Linked DNA regions of Gossypium hirsutum: region 2 is linked to region 1. A link is a contact called in public Hi-C data. All regions are on one chromosome and are shown on one strand. The core of a region is the stretch at or near the end of the contact, and the rest is flanking DNA. Distances in the headings are between cores, read along the strand shown.

Evidence for each region. Hi-C and Micro-C count contacts between places; a contact is called where the count stands out from the background.
Region 2: a contact with region 1 is called in a Hi-C map of leaf, with 1.8 times the contacts expected there. The contact joins the promoter of LOC107952485 here to the promoter of LOC107951174 in region 1. A contact is called at or near these places in 3 of 34 Hi-C or Micro-C datasets (callus and leaf).

The regions. Positions count from the first base shown.
Region 1 is chrA02:45,788,357-45,791,354 of Gossypium_hirsutum_v2.1, reverse strand. It overlaps LOC107951174 (phosphatidylinositol 4-kinase gamma 2), which reads right to left and starts at 1,313. Exons shown (of 3, transcript XM_016886117.2): 1 at 1,085-1,313; 2 at 1-824. The coding sequence starts at 801.
Region 2 is chrA02:46,674,871-46,677,774 of Gossypium_hirsutum_v2.1, reverse strand. It overlaps LOC107952485, which reads right to left and starts at 1,423. Exons shown (of 3, transcript XM_016887736.1): 1 at 928-1,423; 2 at 197-798; 3 at 1-105. The coding sequence starts at 1,423.

The DNA.
Region 1 (2,998 bases), core at 64-2,563:
TGGATTGTTATTTGCCATCGGCTCCTCATCGATCGGTTTAAAGATCGAAACATAATCAACCCCCAACTTATCTTGCATAAAGTAAACCCCTCCTGTCCCTTCCGGTGATCGAATTGGCTGGTTCCCCAAATCCAACCCATCAAATGTAGAATGCATCATATCCCACATAAAACAAGGCAATTTCACTTTGGGGTTCAAAATAACTGGTTCAAACCAGAAATCTCTAACCGGTTCAACAGGCTTAGCTCGAACTTTGGCTGATTTTTGAACCATCAAATGAATCACAGCATCACTATCTTTACATAAATCATCAATTAGTTTTTGATCATCGAGTTTTTCACCATTACAAAAGATTTCTTGTTCATCAACATCAACGAAACCTTTCCCTTGTTTAACTATCCTTTGTTTCAAATACCCAACATTTCTAAACCTATCAACATGCAATTCAAACTCTTTCCCGCAACTTGTTCTTACAGTGATGAGCAAAAGATTGGAAAGTTTTAAAACTAGGTGCAAAAAATTCCCACCTTTCAAGCCGTAGTCTTTAACAAGCGAATCGTTGCGAGCCAATTCTCTGCCTTTAAAAACAAGCCTCTGTTTCTTCACTACAAAGCCTTTACATGTCTGGATCCGAAGCTTGACGGAGGCTATCGAATCGGATTTTAAAACCCGCATCGGAATCACCGAACCGGAAACCGAAAGGTAAATCAAGATCGAGTCACCCGCTTGGTTATAGCAATAACCAGAAGAGTGAACCGCTTCTCGACGAACCGGACTCAAAGCAACATCTACGACAGACATTTCGGGTTTTTGTCTTTCTTCTTCTTTTGTTTCAACCGAAAAACATTTGAATGAAGAAATCAACAACAAAAATTAGGAAAAAAGAAAAAAACTAATTATTTTCCTTTCAATCTGCAGTCAAAGGGACAGAGATATAACTGTAAAAATATTATTTTTTAGGCAAAAAGATGAAATTTCCAAACATTTGCAAAGAGAGACAGCAGGAGGAGAGGGAATTATTATTATTTTTTAATGAAGAAAAGAAACAATAAGTAAAAACTATGGAAGTGGGAGATCGAACTACCGTAATTAATATAAAATAGTCGCCATCTTTGTTTTTATGTATTTCCGAAAATGGTGGTTTCCGTTTCTGATTAGCGCGATTGTATCAGCTATTTTCTCTGCTCCAATGCAAAATAAAAATAAAAATGGTAGTCGTCCAAAGTAAAACTGAGAAAGGAGATAAAAAGGAGGAATGATACTGGAGTCGTTGGCATTTTATAAAGCTTTCTTTCACCTTTGATCCAACGACTATAAGGGGCCTGTTTTTGTTATTATTATTTTAGATTTTTATTTTAAATACGGTTAGTGTGAGTAACGGTCGTTTGGTTAAAGTTCAGAGAAGGAGCGGAGGTTGACTGTTGAGTTTACTGAAATACCCACCGAGAATCGTCTTTTTTAATCTTATCTTCAATCCGATTGTATTTAATATAGGCTATACACATTTCATCATTTTCTCCTCAAATTACTATTATAATTGTATACAAGTTTCTATTACAATTGATATAATTTTATAATTACCACTACCGTCAAACTACTACAATCCATAAACAAATTAAAATATATTCATATTTAAATTAAACTAAAATTCATACCAAAATAATAAAAACAAAACTCCTTCATGTAACATTATGAATATCTATTGTCATATACAATTTATAAATAAAATCATGATATATGACTCTTATTTTTATTTTTATCAATAATTGATGGCTTATTATTGCATTGCATTCTTAAAAATAAAACTTCAACTCCAACTTTAAAAATAATTTTATTAATAAAAATAGTCACAAATCCCAAAAGAATTAAACTTCATTAGTAGTATAATTGACATTTAAGATATCTCATAAAAATGACTTGTAAGATATCTTAATTCTTAAAAAAAATTATTATTTGGAGTTTTGTCTTATCTCATTAGTAAAAATGGAATCACTCTAATTATGTATGTAGGGCCCTAATCAAAACAGCCCAAAGCAGAAAGCCCAAACTTGACCTTAGACCTAGCCCACAACCATTAGCAAAACAGAAGCCAAGTTTAGCGCCGCACGCCCCACGCACGCCCCCAGCTCGCGCGTCGCACGTCGCACGCATCACGTCCGTGCACTCCTCCTCCACGTCTTTACGGCACCTGCGACTTGAGCAAGAAAATAGCAAGAAACAAGTTGTATTCGACTATAAAGCCCTAAAATTTTTATTGTTTTGGGAACTTTTTTTTCCCCTTCCTTTTTCAGAAAAATAAAATATAGATCTAAAAAATCAACAAATATACAAGAAAGAATTCAGAGAAATCAAAAAGCAAAGGTTGCATTTTTTTTAGATTTCTTTTGTTGTTATTGATGTTCTCTTTTCATGGGTTTTATTTTGAGTTGTTTTAAAGTAGGACATAGTGTTTGAAGTGTTTTTTTAAATAAAAAATAAAGAAAGCGAAAAGGGTCGAAGGTACTTGGTTGGGGCTCCTCCGGTCGCCGTTATTCGTGATCGGGGTGGATTAGCAGCAGGGGGCTGATCTATTTGTGCCCTAGTAGAGTAGAAAGGGAGAAAACCCTTTTTTTTTCTTTTCCTTTTGATTCGTAACAGATAACTTGGGGGGAGGGGGGAAGGTTTCTTTTTTTTTTTCTAAAAAGGGGAATTTATGTGTTTAGTCCTCCCTTTTTGTCCGTGTTAATTCTTCATTCTTCGTTCTTTAATTTTTCTTTGAGATTTAGGCGCGGTGTTAATTTTTTCCGTGTTTAAGCACTGCGTTTTGGAACATGGGATAATTTCGTTTTCAATCCCCATAAGTTTGCACACATTGTATTTAAGTCCCAAATTAGGCTCCAACGCTTTGTTCATTTATAGATTATCTTGTTGATTTTAATTTTATTTCAATTGAGTCCTTTTCCTTTTAATTTCAGCTTTTTTGTTTGTAAAATTGTTTTTAGCATTTATTTTAAATTAT
Region 2 (2,904 bases), core at 174-2,673, 890 kb before region 1:
ATCAGCTGAATCCGTCTGGCCCACTTGCTGGTCACCCTGTTCCACTAGTATCTGGCCTGTCTTGAGCCCAACCCCAAGGCAATCCCTTCCAAAGCCATCGCATTCCTGTTACCACTATTATTATCCAGGTTGGGTTCTAAAATAAGCCAGCAGTTTTTTTAAAAATCGGGCCTGGTCCGGTATTAGGGCCTACAACCTTTTGTTTGCCCTTATTGGAATTTTTTACAAAATCATTCAGCCTATTAATTTTCGGGTCAACGCCTTTAATATACTGATTTCTGGGAGAAATTTCTTTCTCTTTAGAGTTTTGAAAGTCTGCCACTTCTCCATCATTAAATTCATTGTTTAAATCCCTATTATTTAGGCAACTGAATCGGGATCCTTCCCTTTTCTTTTCTTGAATTTCGGCAGATTTTTGAAAATTATCACGAAATTTATGCCTTGATTTCCTCTCAACAATCATCCACAACCCGTAACTCTCGTCTTTCTTCTCCGATTCTTCCATGGCCAACTTCTGGTTTTCCGGTACCGTTGCAGACAAATCATGATTCGCCTCAACCGTGGGTTTAGGACTTTTAAAAATACAGAGATTTTCCACATGTCCATACCTTCCAAAATGAAAACAGATAGTAGATAAAGCTTCATATTCCACTTTTTGCGTTCTACCATTGATCAAAATTTGTGATACCAAAGGTTCGCCCAGATTAACATAAACTGTTAATCTAGCAAAATGTCCCCTCGTCCTGCTGTCGGTATTTAAATCAAGCTTAACCACTTTACCAACTACTTCCCCAAATTCTGAAATGATTTTCCTGTTATATTAGTAGCTCGAAAGAGCTAGGAATCTGATCCATGCCATCACAACTCTTGGAAAATTCTGAGAAGGACCGAAACCCATCGTCTATGGTTGTACTGTCAAATACTGACCAAATATGATCGATGGTCCTTCAGCTAGGGCCTTTTTGAAATCCATCTTATTTTGAAATTTCACTAGAAAGTATCCATTCTCGATATCCATCATGTGCATAGGTGCTGTGGGTCTCCACAAATCGTAAATTTTATTCTGCAAAACTGTGAATCCCATATTCCGGCCTAGAAGTTTTAAAATCACAGTATTATCCATGCCTTGAACAAGGATTTGATGGATTCTGTCTGAGAAAGTTATGGAGGGTACGCCATTCACAAATGTCTTTTGGACGTCCCCTTCCAATATATCAATATTATCATTATCAACCAAACTATTGAAGACATCTTTTGAGGACTGTCCGACGAGTTTATCTCTCCAAGAAGTGAGTTGATCTGAGGGCGTATCGACCATTATTCCGCTCGTCGCCTCCTCTTCCTTATCCCGAAATCTGACCTTCTTAGGAATCAATTCCTCAACAATAGAACTTCCAAGACCAGAGTTCTCACCAAAAGTCATTTTTTTTTAATTTTAATTTTTTTAATTTTAAAATTTTATGATAATTTTTTATTCAAACATAAAATCAATGTCCAAATTCTTTAATGAACAAATTTACACTTAGAAATAACAATATCATTATAGCATAAAATAATTATGATTGGTATAAATATTGTTCAATATTAATATGATGGCTTTCTAAAATTAAATTTCAGTAAGGAACTTAAAGTGACAAACACAATTAAAAAAGTATTCAGAATTAATTATTGATAGAAAAACTATCAAATACAATAAAAAAGAAGTCCAAAATCATAATAGTAAAATAAAGAAAAAAAAGCACTTGCTCGATAGTTGAATAAAAAACATTGAAATAAAAAATATAATTACCATAAAAAAATTAACAAAAAGCCAATAAAGAAAAAATATTTATTAAATAATATATATTTTAAAATACTCAATTTGTCTTTAAGAAATATATTATATTCTCGTATTGCCACTATTTACTCATAAAAGTTGCTCAAATTATATATTAATTGATGGCTTTCGAATCCATAAAAAATAATATTTTTTATGTTTAAACCATAAATAAATAGCAATATAGAGAGTACGACCGATCCTACAGAGATTAGAATATCTAAAATTGTTGTTTCGGTTTAACTAAGTTGTGCACCAGACAATTATTATGCCCACAACATGTGACGATTTGTGCAAAAGTAAAAATGATGGATTTAAATATGATAAAGGTAAAAATAATTAAAATCTAGATAACAATAGAAATAAGCATAAAAGAAGTTAAATTAAATAAACCAATATAATGAAATTTCTAGCTTCAATCTCGATTTTGCCATGATTTCAAACTGATACTTGATAATAAGTCTCCTCCTTTAACTGAAAAGTCGATTATAGTGAATGAGGACGCCCAGACCACCAATCCTTCTGTAGTTTTACTTAACGAATAACCACGAAACACGTGTCCATGATTTAGCTCTTCAGTAGCTTTGGAAACTAGAAGGGTCTAACTTGAACCAACAACCTCAACTGCGCAGGTTGTTTAAACCTGATTGCTATTTCCTTTGACGGATCCAACTAACCACTTAATTGGACACACCAACGTGTTCTCCGATAGACCAAATATGATAGACGATCATATCACTTCTTCCAACTCTATGTTTATCAACACCGAATTAATGAGCTCTTTTTAATTTGATATCAATACAATTTTATAAGACGATGATACTTATATCTTAAATTAGAAAAATAACAAATACCAATACGGAAGTTTTTAAGTGTGGTTACGAATTTATTAACTCTCTACCGGCCTAAAACTAAATATAAATTTTAAATTAAAAGTTTAACAAAAATTAATTGAAAATAAAATGAAATTGAAAGGGCCTTGCGCAATATTGCGCAAGAAAAAATAAAGAACATGAAACAGAATTAAAAAGGTAGTAATTCCTATTGAAATTCCAATTACAGGGGGCACACCCCTCCCACGCATATAT